Regions from separate parts of the Mus musculus genome. Here regions 1, 3, 4 and 5 are each linked to region 2. The links are chromatin contacts, called in public Hi-C and HiChIP or PLAC-seq maps. All regions are on one chromosome and are shown on one strand. Each heading gives the region's core, a stretch centred on a gene start, on an enhancer-like site or on the middle of the called end of the contact. The rest is flanking DNA. Distances are from core to core; before and after follow the strand shown. Region 1 has its middle 78 kb from the start of Gm34482. Region 2 has its middle 80 kb from the start of Gm12511. Region 3 has its middle 130 kb from the start of Gm34482. Region 4 has its middle 150 kb from the start of Gm34482. Region 5 has its middle 110 kb from the start of Gm34482.

Evidence for each region. A called contact is a pair of places that touch in the nucleus more often than the background predicts. HiChIP or PLAC-seq counts read pairs in DNA pulled down with a chosen protein or histone mark.
Region 1: a contact with region 2 is called in a Hi-C map of muscle stem cells, with 3 times the contacts expected there. The contact joins two enhancer-like sites. A contact is called at or near these places in 1 of 15 datasets of contacts at CTCF or cohesin (the NIH/3T3 cell line), 6 of 484 Hi-C or Micro-C datasets (the C2C12 cell line, cardiomyocytes, cerebral cortex and 3 more) and 6 of 115 datasets of contacts at active chromatin or transcription factors (the NIH/3T3 cell line, craniofacial prominence, fibro-adipogenic progenitors and 3 more).
Region 3: a Hi-C map of bone marrow-derived macrophages shows a contact between it and region 2, with 47 read pairs. The contact joins two enhancer-like sites. A contact is called at or near these places in 2 of 15 datasets of contacts at CTCF or cohesin (the NIH/3T3 cell line and pro-B cells), 17 of 484 Hi-C or Micro-C datasets (B cells, the BV-2 cell line, CD4 T cells and 11 more), 8 of 115 datasets of contacts at active chromatin or transcription factors (bone marrow-derived dendritic cells, bone marrow-derived macrophages, heart atrium and 3 more) and 1 of 9 other capture datasets (embryonic stem cells).
Region 4: an H3K4me3 HiChIP or PLAC-seq map of microglia shows a contact between it and region 2, with 5 times the contacts expected there. The contact joins two enhancer-like sites. A contact is called at or near these places in 11 of 484 Hi-C or Micro-C datasets (B cells, bone marrow-derived dendritic cells, bone marrow-derived macrophages and 6 more), 6 of 115 datasets of contacts at active chromatin or transcription factors (bone marrow-derived dendritic cells, bone marrow-derived macrophages, heart atrium and 2 more) and 1 of 9 other capture datasets (embryonic stem cells).
Region 5: a Hi-C map of uterus shows a contact between it and region 2, with 4 times the contacts expected there. The contact joins two enhancer-like sites. A contact is called at or near these places in 8 of 484 Hi-C or Micro-C datasets (adipose-derived mesenchymal stem cells, bone marrow-derived macrophages, palatal mesenchyme and 2 more) and 1 of 115 datasets of contacts at active chromatin or transcription factors (microglia).

Annotation. Positions count from the first base shown.
Region 1 is chr4:55,874,018-55,876,717 of GRCm38.p6, reverse strand. No RefSeq gene overlaps it. Among named protein-coding and RNA genes, the nearest start is that of Gm34482, 78 kb to the left of the region's middle. Within about 2 kb of position 1,292, at least 28 of the 459 cell types and tissues checked have an H3K27ac peak or open chromatin away from gene starts, as enhancers often do. A contact at or near this core is called in fibro-adipogenic progenitors and muscle stem cells, where this site is marked.
Region 2 is chr4:55,650,002-55,652,701 of GRCm38.p6, reverse strand. No RefSeq gene overlaps it. Among named protein-coding and RNA genes, the nearest start is that of Gm12511, 80 kb to the right of the region's middle. Within about 2 kb of position 1,436, at least 310 of the 459 cell types and tissues checked have an H3K27ac peak or open chromatin away from gene starts, as enhancers often do. A contact at or near this core is called in B cells, the BV-2 cell line, bone marrow-derived dendritic cells and 8 more, where this site is marked.
Region 3 is chr4:55,822,941-55,825,640 of GRCm38.p6, reverse strand. No RefSeq gene overlaps it. Among named protein-coding and RNA genes, the nearest start is that of Gm34482, 130 kb to the left of the region's middle. Within about 2 kb of position 1,435, at least 34 of the 459 cell types and tissues checked have an H3K27ac peak or open chromatin away from gene starts, as enhancers often do. A contact at or near this core is called in B cells, the BV-2 cell line, bone marrow-derived macrophages and 1 more, where this site is marked.
Region 4 is chr4:55,804,222-55,806,921 of GRCm38.p6, reverse strand. No RefSeq gene overlaps it. Among named protein-coding and RNA genes, the nearest start is that of Gm34482, 150 kb to the left of the region's middle. Within about 2 kb of position 1,436, at least 28 of the 459 cell types and tissues checked have an H3K27ac peak or open chromatin away from gene starts, as enhancers often do. A contact at or near this core is called in bone marrow-derived dendritic cells, bone marrow-derived macrophages, granulocyte-monocyte progenitors and 1 more, where this site is marked.
Region 5 is chr4:55,842,930-55,845,629 of GRCm38.p6, reverse strand. No RefSeq gene overlaps it. Among named protein-coding and RNA genes, the nearest start is that of Gm34482, 110 kb to the left of the region's middle. Within about 2 kb of position 1,314, at least 27 of the 459 cell types and tissues checked have an H3K27ac peak or open chromatin away from gene starts, as enhancers often do. A contact at or near this core is called in palatal mesenchyme and uterus, where this site is marked.

The sequences.
Region 1 (2,700 bases), core at 43-2,542, 220 kb before region 2:
TCATGCATATCTTATGGGTAGAGGGGATGCTCCAGGAGATGCAGAGGCCCTGAGCATGCACAGCTTCTGACTGGTTCTGTGCACAATCCATGCCATCAGTGAGTATTCAAGCTCAAGCAAGCACTTACTTTTGATATATTTTTAAAGAATGAGTTTACAATTTTAAAAATGAGTTGCTGAGCAAAATGAAGCCACACCCCCTTGTTCCATTTGCCATGTGACACCGCAGAGAAAGGTGTGGATGTCACCAGAAGGTCTGCCTTGTTTGCACAGAAGTCATATTCTTACTTGCCATATGCACTAGCTCATACTTCTTAGATGTTCAAGTTTACATGCTATAGGAAGACAAGAGCCTACGGTAAGAAAATCGTGAGTCAAAATTTGAAAGGCATTTTCTTTTATTTATATATGCATTTTGTGCATGCACAGACCTATACATGCAATGATATATGTGTGCATATGCATACACATGTGCATGCACGGAGCCAGAATAAGCACAATAGCATATTCCCTGAAACTCGGGAACTCACGATCTGTCAGGACTTCTAAGAGGAAAAAAAAAGTGAAGAATTACAGGGAGTCCATGGAATTCATAAAGAGAATTGGACTGATTCTTACAGCTTTGGGACTACATTTGTTCAGTGTTGGGGGGTGGAGCAGTACTGGAAGTGAGCCTCAGTTTATACCTTTTGGGCCATTAGGAACTTCCCAATGGCCTGATCAAGACAAAAGGGATTCCCTCATCAGGGAATGAGTTTCCCATCACCAGAAATATGTAAGGAAAGGCTGGGAAACCACACAACAGGGATGCTGCAAAGAGAAAGCCAAATATCAAGAGGAAGCTGGGGTCAGGAAAGACTGGGATGGCTAGAGGCTTTCAACATCCTCAACAGCCTAGCCACGGAACTGGAGAAAGACCCAAACTGGTTTTAAAAAGATCTCATGAGCAGCACTTTATTGGCCGTATCTCTAACTATCCCTTGTCAGTATGGGGCACCAAAGGACCTACTTACACATTGCTTTGGAATACCCCCTCAGTCTTCGCAGCTGACAAAACTCCACTTACGCTGATTAATGCTCTGATCCTTCCAACTGCCCCACCAGTCAGCTTCCCAGAGGAGGCTCCAAGAGGTGATGAGCGCTGCCCAAAATGACGCAGCTGGTAAATGACATATCCTCCTGGCACCATGCACTGGTATTCTTGCCAGTGTAGTTTGACTGCCTCTACTCTGGGCCAAGGACTGGGCGAGCACCCAGGATCCCAAGCCGGCTTCTGACATCTGTGTCGTCCTCCTCTCGTGGCTCATACGTAAAGGGAATGTTTGCCCGGCTTGCTCCTGCCAGGTACCAGCTCACTACTCACGTAGAGGACTCTTTTACGTCCCCAGGAGTCCTTCCTAGGGAAATAACACTGGACTCCTGAGAAGCCCAGATTATTTGACTCTCCAGGCAAGCTAATGAACTGTTTGAGACTTAAGATTCAGGAAGCCCTACAGCATGGGGAGAAGACAACGCAGGCCAGAAGAACAGAGAGGTGCAGCCCCTCCTCCTGTAGCCTGCCTTCTGCTCACCGGTTACCACCTCTCTGGAGTGGCACTTCCACCTGCCCGAGGCCATTCCTCCTTGGGCAGGGAGCCCATCAGATTTTACAAGCCAGGCAGGGTCAGGCCTAGTGAAAACGTGAATGGGAATGCCCAGAACAACAAAGGCAGCAGGCGTTTTCCCTCGGAAGATGGGGTGAGCCAAGCCACAGACTGCCAGTTATGGGGCATCCAGAGCATGACCTCTGCAAAACCCCTAAATGAACACCAACTGAGGACATACCTGCTGGGATTAGCGAAGTTTTATCAAAACTCCCCTACCTCCGCAGAAGTGGTATAATTCCGACGATTTTGATGAAGTAAAATCACTTTGAATTACTAGAAGACAACTAAGCTAGCAAATCAGAACTATATATAAATCAGGGTGGGGAAAACGATTTCAGAATGCCACAGAGTAACTGTTTTAGGCTTCGTGGACATAATAGTTTTATAGTGTGAAAACTCCATAGGAGATATGGAAATGGATGTGTGTGCCTGGTTTAAAAAAAAAAAGAACAACCTTGCATTAATACACACAAACTGGAATTTTGTGTAATTTCCGTACATCATAAAATGTGTTCTTCTTTGATTCTTTTGACAGCCATTCAAAGTTGTAAAAACGACACTTTTAGCTCATAGCTGTAAGAGAACAGATGGGATGAGTTCATCTTGGAGGCTTCGGTTTTCCTGTTTCTCTTCTGAGGCAACACTTCTCAACTATATATGGCAAGCAGGCCATTTGTAAAGATTTTCGAGCTTTCTTGCTCATACATTTGTAAATGTATATAAAAATGGGCTACAAAAAAAACCCAAAAAACAAAAACAACAACAAAAAAAAACAGGCCAAGAGGAAAGAGAAGGGTCAGGAGTGATAGCACCAGCCTATGGTCCCAGCACTGTGCAGGGGGTTGGGGAAGGTCCTGGCCAGCCTGGGCTACATGGTGAAGACCCGTTTCAAACAAATAAACAGTCTTGGTCTTATTGATGAGTTCCGGTGTAAACAAATAGGAAGGAGATAAAGAAAAGGAGGGAGAGAGGGAAGAGCAGGAAGGCAGAAGGGAAGGAAAAAGAAGGAAGCAGAGAGAAAGGAAAAGGAGAGAGGAAAGAGAATGAGAAAGAA
Region 2 (2,700 bases), core at 187-2,686:
AGCCTTTTATCTGCCACCCAGCAGGTGGTATAACTGGATGATATACTTGGCTCAAGTGACTGTCAACCATGGGAGGGAACTATCAAAAGATTCAACAGTGTTGCAGGGGAGTACAATGAGTGGACAGCAATGAGTTAAACCTATGTCTTTGGAATTAGCCCCATTCTTCTTCTGAGGTTGTACAAACTTGGCCCAGCTGTGACCCTTTCCTGGGTCTCTGGAAGAAAGGTGAGCAAACCTGCCTTAAAGGAGAGTAAGTGACAGTGCTGTGTGAAGCTGCTGAAATATCCCAAAGCTAGGAGCCAGGTGCGGAGCTCACCTGTCACAGAGACAGGGAACGGACTCTTTGCGCCCCTATCTGAGAAAACCCAAACATAAATCATCCTTTGAAAAGGGTGCCTTGGGTGCCTCTCCTTGCAGGGGCTCGAGCCCTTTCCAAACATCCACACCCCCTTTAATCCAGGTAAACACTGAAAGAGAAACGCCTGGAAAAGTGGCGCTTTTTTTGATGTATGCAGGCAATGAACAAATGAGGCTCAGCTTCTACCGTAAGGTCACAGGAGGCTCCTGTGGGTTAGGGAACAACCTGCCACTGACTGTTAGCTAAGCTGCCCTCAAGACTGGAGAGCAGAGAAGCAGCTAGAAAACCCCTGTTGTGTGTGCTAAGTATTGCAACTCGCAGTTCTAAGAGAATGTAAGAAGAAACCGAAGAGACTCGGACAACAGAGCTAAACTTTTATTTATCCCCCTCCTGCTTGATTTGAGTAGGATCTGTTAGTCCAAAAGTAGTAACAGGATACAAGGAGGGAGGAGGGGAGGCGAGATGCTTTAGACATGGAAATTGACGTCTTTCCCCTTCTTTTTAGTTCAAAATCAAAAAGGGAATTCAAGGAGAAGAGACTAGAGCGGGTGGGGGGGGGGGGGGGGGAAGAGAGGAGAAGAGAGCGAGGAAGAGAGGAGCCCGGAGTCGTCCGCAGTCCGCGGGCTTCCTACCCGCAGAGCCAGGACCGAAAGCGCTTTTCCGCAGCCGCCGCGGGCTCGGAGCTTTTAAGGGTTTCTAATCCTGGAAGGCTGTCTGACATCACCCCGTTTCTTGTCGGCTGATGTTTCGTACAAGCCTCTCATTTCCTCAGCGATCTCGGAGCCGCCAATTACTGCCCCGATCTGGTGTTTATGTTTGCCCGGTCCTGCGCCTGGCCCCGCGCCCGCCCGCGAGCCTGCGCTTCCCTGGCCGCGCGGCCCGAGGGGGTGGGTGGGGGGCCCTGGCCCGCGCACCCCAGCGCAAGGGAGGGGTCCCCCTTCATTTTTTTTCATTGACTTCAGCACCATGTGATCAGGAAGTCTGGCCTCCCTCCATTTCCCCTCCCGACTGAAGGGAAACATTGTGTAGCAGCCTGCCGCGGCCACTGGTGGGATGGCCTTCGCTGGCCTGACGTAGGGGGATAAAAATAACCGGCATATTTAAGGCCGGAGCAGGAATCCCGGCGCTCACACGCGGCCTGGTCAGTTCCCGACGCCGCCAGCAGCGCTCTGCGCAGCATCCTAGCTGCTGCGCCAGCCAGCTCGGGAGTGCCTGCACCGCACATCTTGCCCTTGACCTGGGGACCCAGGCCTTGGAGAGGCACCTCGCAGAGCCCTACCCTCTCCATCCTCGGCGGCCTTGCGTTCTGTGTGCTGCCTCCCTAGAGATGAGAAAGGAAAATGCACATCAGGATGGCCTCAGAGAAAGTGGCCAAGAAGCCTGATGCTCCCAAGGTTAATACAGCCTTTGTCTCAGGGGAAGGTGACAACAAGCTGCCACTCCAAAAGCTGCATGCCTCCAGCCAGGCTCAAATCAAGTCCCTTCTACACCTCCCTTTTATACTGGAACTGCGTGTTTCGAAGATTTACAAACATGTGGGAGAGCGAAAAAACAAAGCAGCAGCATTTATCAAGGCCAACTTCATCAAATAAAACAGAAAAGATCCACCATCATCACTACGCCCCTAGAATACCTAGTAGTCTGAAATAATATGATTTCCCAGTAACTTGTCCAGCTGTTGCCCACCCCACCCCACCCTACCCCACCCCCAGCCAGAACACTCAGGCTGCCCCCTACAGCCCTTCACTGGGGCCGCCAGCTATGCAGGGACCCAGAAAACAGAAAAGGAGGAATATTCCTTGTGCCTAGATGTGGAAGCCCTCATATCCCACAAGCACCCTCCCTCCCTGTGAATCTGTCTGCAGCTGGCATTCTCCTGCTCATGCCCTCGGGTAAACCTAGTGCCCTGTACAAGAATTTCGGACCTCTTATTTTTACACAAAGGGAAACTGAGGCTGGGCGAGGTGAGTCAATGTGCTGATAGGACTTTCTGCACCATCTCCGTTCAGTTGCATCATCCATGCCGTGGCGATTTCTCACTTCGTGGAAGGAAGCCAACTCAGTTCTGCTGCCCCTCCTCCTCAGCTCCAATCCAGCCCAGCAGAGGTGAGTTCTCTGACCTGTGGAAACCTCACCTCTGCTCCATACACAAGTTTTTACTCCCAATTAAAAATGAGAAGTCTCCCTGTCTTCCGTTGTCTAAAGTAACAAGATATTCCAAAATTTCTGGCACAGTGACTCTCCTAAAAAGCCAAATGTTATGAGGAAAAGGAACGGACACCCTCCCTCCCTCCCTCCCTCCTTCCCTCCCTCTCCACTTTTTGGTATTACAGGGATGA
Region 3 (2,700 bases), core at 186-2,685, 170 kb before region 2:
AAGTGTCTCCAGCTGTCTGGAAAACACTGCGAGATCAAGGACCCAGGCAGTCCTTGACATCTAATGGGTACCACTTTGAGGCAAGTCCACTCCAAAGTTCTGTGGGTCCTTTAACCTTTTAAGTCCGTTGGTGGGAGGGGCCTTCCTAACCTCTCTCCTTTTATCTATTCTCTGTCTCCCCTTTCTCCTTTGCTTCCTTGACCATACAATGGTGGGTTATACCAAACCCACAAATTCCAAGCTATATGTAGCACCGAGTGGCTGTTTGTCCCTAAAATACCACGTCGCTGACTACAGCAAACACTAATTACAAGCTTTATCTAATCACTGTTGTGTGACCGGTCATTTTTGGTTTCCAAAAATGACAATGAGTGGCATGCTTCTGCAGCTGGTGGGGTTTCAGATCTCAAGTGCACACAGATGTGCATGGAATTGAGCACCCCAAGTGACCAACTCAGAAAGGGAAATGGGACAAAGAAGAGAGGAAGCACAGAGAGGCAGGTTTTGCTGCTAAAGACCTCACGAACAGTTCAGGCTTGCCATGTTGTACTAACCCCACCCAGAAAATGCAAGTCAGCATTCTTCTCCCTGATATGCACTCTGCTAATGCAATTGGTGACACCAGAGATGCCACTGAATGACCATACCACAGACTGGAGGAAATAAAGTTTGTCTCTAATTTGTTGACTAGTTTGGGGTTTACAATCAGTTGTTTCTTCCTCAGTGATCCCTTCTTTCTTCCCAAAAAAGTAGAATGTAACAGTATCAAAGAAGCAATGCTGAGCATGAGGTCTGGTACCTTTGTGAGCTTATGACCATGACCTTGAGTAGGCTGGCCTACTCATTATTCTGCATGATCTTGCAAATAAGGTGGTGGCTAATAATACGCATTTGCCCTGGCCAATGAGACACGAGAATGAAGGTGGACAGGCAAAGGTTCTTGTAACCATTCAGCTGGTGTAGCCTCATCAGAACTAGCTTGAGAGCTCCTCACTCATGTTCACTGCCATGAATGTAGGCTGTCAGTTGCTCGGGAACAGGCAGAAAAAGGCCTCATGATGACCTTGGCCTGGGATCAGAGTGTCAAACACTGCCGCTCAAAATAAACCAGTATTCCACAGAGGTTCCAGAGCACATGTGCACACTTGGAAGGCAACTCCTCTCCATGTTTTAAATAGCCCAGAGATGGGCTTGAAGAAGATGCTGTGTCAAAACATAGAAGCACTTAGGAAAACAAGACCCTTTCAAACCCTACATTCCTCTCCACCATGATTCTCTTCTCACAGCAGTCCGTTGTATAGAGTAGTTGAGCTCTTGCTGTTGGCTGTGCTGTGGCAAGGGCCTGGCTTGCCAGGGCCAGCAGAGGGGAGGAGAGGCATAGAGGATCCTCGGGTGGCTGAGTGTGTAGCAACGGTGAGCCAGAGCGCAGACTGACTTTCACTTCCTTAAGCTATAAATAAAGCAGTGTTGTCCCCTTTAGCTTAATCTCGTCTTTGTACCCTCCTCTGAGTGAGTCCTTTAAGAAAAAAATGGAGTGAGAACATCAACTCTAACTCATTCCCCACCACCATCCTGAAAAGAGATGTTGATGGGCTCAGCTTGTTCCCTTCCAACTCTGCAGTTCTGCTCCGTCGAGGTCCATTCTTCCTGGCAAGTGGGTTGGAATAAGGACAGACACAGAGGAGCATTTTTGTCCTTACCTGCCATCCTATTTGAGACAAGTTCTCCTTCTGCACATGTCCATTGGAGTAAGAGTTAACCATGCATCCACGTGGCTTATCCTGTACCACACTGAGAAAGGGATATGAGCTCTGAGGCAGTACACAGGGCTGGGGAGGTAAGGGCAAAGTGCTTGCCTTGTAAGTATGAGGATCTGAAGCCACATACAGAAGTCAAGCATAATGGCATGTGGTTATAACCCTGGTGCAAGGGTGGTAGATACAGAAAGGGATTCATTGTCCAGCCAGCCTAGGCTATTCAGTGAACTCCAGGCACCAGGAAACTATCTCAACAGCCAAGGTAGACAGCTCCTGGGGAATGACATATGATACAGTCCTCTTACATACATGCATGCTTGTGTGCACGCATGTGTGGATGTACACACACACACACACACACACACACACACACACACACACACACATTCACACACCTAAACTCAGATCCTACCATAAGATATTTACACTTAAGAATTTCACATTCCACCTTCATTTCATCCTTAGGGCGATCCTATGATGTCAGTGTTTTTAGTTTCATTTTAGCCACAGTGAAACTCAGATTTAGAGATAATGTCATTCACCTGAGGCATTTCTTTGTTTCCCCCAACGGCTAGGAAACTCAAGGTCAAATGTGGCCAGAAAGAACTACTCAAACGGTTTATATTTGTTTTGCTGTCATTCTTGAGTCTGTTTTCCCTGCCCCTACTATCTTCATAATTTCTACTTTTATTTCCTATAGTTATAAAGAAACTTTAGAGCCTCTTTGGAAGAGTGAGATATCAACGTATTAGTGAGTGATAACTGGCCAGTAGCAGTCAAGATGAGAACTCAGACTATAGATGCCTCAGCCAGCTGTCGTTCCTAATGTTCTCTTGCTTACAAGTAGCCTGATGGCTTGGGAAACAGACATGTTCTATGGTGACCAAGAGACCAAAGGGAACTGAACATCTCCACAGCTGCTTGGATTCTGGCTGGGACCTGG
Region 4 (2,700 bases), core at 187-2,686, 150 kb before region 2:
AAGAAAGAAGTAAAGGCAGATGACACCAGAATTGCATCCTGTGTCCTTTCCTGTCATTTCACCCAGAGTTTAAAGCAGCAGGATGAAGAGAAATGTCACAGACTCACTAGTTTCTCTCCCCTCAAGACAGCCAACAATCGAGTCAGGTACATTTCCTTCTAGAAGCTTCCTAAAAGGGAAAAGGCTCAGCGAGGTGGGAAAAGGGGGAAAGGCTACAAATTGGACCTCTCCATATGCCTGGGAGCTGACCGCTTCATCAAAAATGGGGCAAGTATTACTGAAATGTAAATGGCTTCCATTTGTTGCAGCCATGTGTCACGTTTATAGCCCAAAGACTCACTCCAAAGATGTAGGAATTTTTTTTAACATGGAAATCTGCTTCTGAAAACTGGAGAGATGGCTTAGCAGGTAGAGTGTTGGCTACACAAGCAGGAGGACCTGAGTTTAGATCCCAACACCCACATAAAATCTGGATCCAGCAGTGTGCTCCTGCAATCCAGTGCTGGGAAAGCAGACACTGTCTGCTCACTGGCCAGCCAATCAATTAGCCCCACACTCAAGGAGCAACTCTGTCACAAAACATAAGGTGGCAAGCAGAGGCTGGGATTATCCAGAGACAGGAGTCTACCAAGCCAACTTTAGGCATGTGGGATGTGAAATACAAGAGGAGGCTGGGCTGGATTCTCCGCCACCACGTTACCTCTCACCCCAGAACAAGCAGCTCTAAGACTCTAGAATCTTGGTATTTCTCATGAGCCAACTCAATACTATTGTCCTGTGCTTTCTAGTTCATTTCATATGACTTAGCACTGGCTTAAGGGAGCTTCTAGGTCTGTGGTGTCGCTAAAACCTGTGCAGTTCCCCTGTGGAATCAGTTGTTGGGAGCATAACTTAGAAGCAGGGTTCCATGGCCATTGTTGTTTGATGGACAGTGGGAGCCATTGTTGTCATTGTGCTTCACACACTCTCATTTGTCCCTTATAACTGAGAGCTTGCCACATCTGCTTCAAGAGACAAAGGTGACACCAGAACAGATTCATGGAAAATGTCAATCGCAACTGACAAAGCCAGCACTGTTTCACAACTATGCACTAAAGCGGCTTGCCACACGGACTTGCCTTATTTCGCTCCTGTTGGTGTTGGTCATTTTCTATAGAGTGACTAGTCCAAATTTAAAACATTCTGAGTTCACCAGTTTGCTGCATGCCCAGAGAGAGGGGGGAGGGAAAGAAAGAGAAGGAGAGAGGGGGGGAAAGAAAGAGAGAAGGGGGGAGAGAGAAAAGGGAAGGGGATGGAGGGGGAGAAGTCTATAGAAAAAAATTCAAGCATCAGAAACTCATATCTTGCTTCAGGCCTGCTCCTGCTTCCCCTGAATCGGGAACTGACTTCTCTGTGGCCCTCAAAGGGCCAGAACTGCCTATTTAGAGAACAGAAAGAGCAATGTCCCCTTTTAGAGAGAGAAGCTGCTCTGGCTACAGTGGGAAGGCAATGCTTCTGCTTTGTACCCTGTGAGCAGAAGCTGGTGATGCTTGGAACAAGCTGGGTGTCTCTGAACTCTAAATCCGAAGAGAACCTAGGCATGAAGGCATACAGGCAACTCTAGCACTCAGGAAGTAGAGATAGGAGGATCTGGATGGCAAGGCTATCTCAGGCTACCTAATGAGTTCAAGGCTAGCCCCAGCCACATGAGATTTTGTTTAAAAAAAAAAAAAAGCTAATTCATTAAATCCAAAGAGGCAATGGGAGACTGATCTTGCCCATAGAAGACAAATAATTCGGCCAATCTTAAACTCTGATAAAACCCAGTGGACTGAGCCATCATCACAATCATGATCCAATATATAACCAATTCATAAATGCTGACAGTACGTTTCAATAAAATAGTTCATCAGAATTCGTTCTAATCTAGTTCCAGCAAGCATATGGTCCAGTATAAGATAACATTTTTATGAGGAATTCTGAGAGTCTACCATGACTCAGTCAAGGGTGTGCCTGAAGAGTCACTTGACCATCCACATATTCACTCGCAAAAGGCCTGAGAACCTTTCACAAAGGAAGTGCAGGGCACGGTAAGGCAGCACAGCGGCATCTTAGGCACCCTGTCCATGAACCTTACATGTTGACACTCACTAATAGTGAAAATATGCACTGTAAACCGGTAAGGTCAGAGACAGGTGAAAGGCTCAACCTATAAGTCATCTTGACTTTCTTCATTACCATGGGTCCCAGGGTCCTGTGCTTTTTATTCACCCTCTAATTGCAAGTTTCATGTTTGGGATGATAAAACATGCACGTGTATGTGTACACATGTGAGAGCTTCATATGTGTGTGACGTCCAGAGGTCAGCCTCTTATGTCAGTCCACCCTTGTGCAAGACAGGGTCCCTCACTGGTCCAGGGATCACTACTTCGGCTATGATGGCTGGCTGGTGAGCCCCAGGAATACAGCTGTCTGTGCCTTTCCAGCACTGGATTATAAACACAATACCCAGTTCTTGCAAACACCATACCCAGTTCTTTCACCTATGTTCTGTGAACCAAATTCAAGTCTTTGTGCTGACAGAGTGAGTAACTTGACCAACTGAGCTATCTCCCCAGCCCCGAGGTAAAACATCTCTTAAAGTTGTACATAATATTCATGAGTACTTTACAGCACATTCCCTTGTGACCTCCCTCATCTCCTGCCCTACCAACAGCCTGC
Region 5 (2,700 bases), core at 65-2,564, 190 kb before region 2:
AGGCTAGTTCACGGTGTCACACAAACACCTTATACACCTGTACAAAATGGAGATTTTGAAACTGCTTTTTACTAGGGTTGCCCTTCAGAGGCCCCCAAGGCAAAGTGTGGTGTCTACACATATAAAAGGAGTGGGTCTGATGAATAGAGAAAAAGAAAAGAAACCAGGGTGAAAACTTGGAATCATACTCAAGAAATTTCCTGAAATAAGTGCTCAAAAATGATGGGGAACCTGCCAGTCACCGAGATGAAGAGGAAAGGGAGATGGGCAAGAAAGAAACTCAGGTGTGGTGTGGATGGGCCTTGGGCTTGTTTGTGGATTTCCCTGATCATTTCAGAGGTTCTGGAAAAGGCTCTAGGTCTCTGGCCAAAAGGCTTGACTTTCTCTAGCATCTGAAAAGGAAAGGGACGTTCTATAATGGAAGGTAGAAACCATAGCAATGGTCCTCACCCTTGGTCATGCTATGCTAGCTAACCTTATGCACATATTTGAGCAACCAAGTCATCAGCTCTGGGCAGGTCAGTCTTGGGCTTCATGCCTGTGTGAGCAGAAGCCATGAACTGGAGACAGGACCAACAAGGCTTGGGTGCTGGGCTTCTCTGGCTGTATATTGTACTCAGGGAGAGTTTGCCCCAACCTCACAGGCCCACATTCCCTGGGTAGAAGCAGGCCTATGCCATGCTATACTGTGCCTGTGCTCTCCGATTTCATCATTTCTGGCTCAAAGCAGGCCTGCAATTTTCATTTCTTTATGGGCTTAAGTAATCTATTGCAAATGGCACCAGCAGGCTGTAATGCATCCTTGTTGAGGAAACAGTTATTTCTCTTCCGAAGCTTTCTGGTTGAAGGCTTGTGGAGCTGAGGCCGGGTAACTGTTTTACATTAGCTATAATGGTGTTTACATTGGATGTACCGATGTTTAAATCGCTGGACATATTTGTTATTAGTAGGGAGGCAGTGGCATTGTTTAGCCCAAGTATCTGGGTGGGTGGAGGGGGCTCCTATTAACATTGATAATATTTTACAAGGGACCTTGCAGGGACGTTTATAATAAAGCAGTGCTGTTTATCTCATCAGGATTATGTTGGAGTAACTTTAATTGTATTCATATTAAACATATCAGTGTTAGAACTGATGTAATATGTTTAGCATTAATATGAAGGTTGCTAAGTTGGGGGCTTTTGAGGTAGACTTGAAGTGCTGGGAAGACAATAGAACATATGGAAAGCATTTAGGGGTGTAGGGGGGTTTCTGTTCTTGTCTAACAAGAAGGATTAGTGCTCTTGCTGAGGTACACTCTAAGATGAACAGTGGGCTGTAGTGCTACCATCTGCTGAGCTTATGATGCGATTCTCTTGGCCAGCTCGGGTGCTCTCGCCATTGCTCTCCATTCTCTGTGTTCTCGCAAGCTCCACCAAAGCCCAAATGTCAGGGATACTTCAGATGCTTTGCAGCTGGCTGTCGCACCCAGAGACGTTTCAAAATGGATTTTGTAATGGCTTATAAAAGTCCCACATTGTGCACGAGCGGTTATTGAGTGTGATATAGTGTGAGCAAGAATGTTCCAAATTCCCTCCGTGCTGTATCCATCAATCTGGCTCTATTAGGGTTGGCAGGATAATGGCTGGAGTGAGGCTCTGGACTTTATCTGCAGCTGAAAGAAGCATCCTAATTATCTACTCATCAGAGCAGCCCCACTCCTGGCTCGAGGAGATCACTGCCAGCTCAGCCCCAGAAATTCCAAATCTTCCCTGTCACCCGCCAGGCACACGGAGGCAGGATGCAAGACTGTGTCCAGCCCAGCTGGGGAGCATAGTCCCAGTAAATCCTGGAACTCAATCTGACTGCCCAGCTGGAAACACTGTTGCAGTTTTAACCCAAGGAGGCTCAGTTTCCTGATGCTTTCCTCCCACTGGGCTCAGTTCCCATTGGGCCCAGAAGGTTCGCTGGGATACATCGCAGGACTGGGACCCTGCTCTACCTATCAGTAGCCCTAGTTTTCTGCAACATGAGAGTAATACCTGTGTCTCCCTAATGTTACTGGTAAATTTGACAGCACTTTGAATGGGATCTGTACCATGCTGTGCTTTCATTAGTGAACAAATGAAAAACTCCAGTGTAGCAACAGGGTTCTGGTGGAAATACATGCCTTGCCTGATGGATATACACCTACCATTTCACAGGACATTCAAGGAATATTTATGAAGACTTCTATTCTTTGCAAAAGCACTTCTCATTAATATTGCAAGCTTATGCACAAGCTATAAGCTTGTATTAATATCATAAGTCTATTATTTTTATTTGTATAAAAGAGGAAGCAAGAACAAGGAGAGAGGATGTGATTTTTTTGCCTGTTAGGCCCTGTGTTAGGCCCTAAGCTTTGATTGCTGCTACTTGGGCTGAGAGAAATGAGGGTCCTACAGCAACTACCTTTTCTGTTTCTGAAGGCATCTGATATAAGAGAGCCCCTTAAGGAATGGCTGATTTTGGCTAAAGGTTTCAGAGAATCATGTTCATCCTGGCATGGAAGGGATGTTGGAAGGAATGTGATGAAGCTGTTCTTGTTGTATCCTCAGGTAGGAGGCAGAGAGAGATGAACACCATGCCTAGCTGGCTTTCTGCTTTTTGCCATTTTGTTTGTTTAGGCTGAGACGCTTATCTAGGTGTGATACCTCCCACATTTAGGGTAGGCCTTTCCAC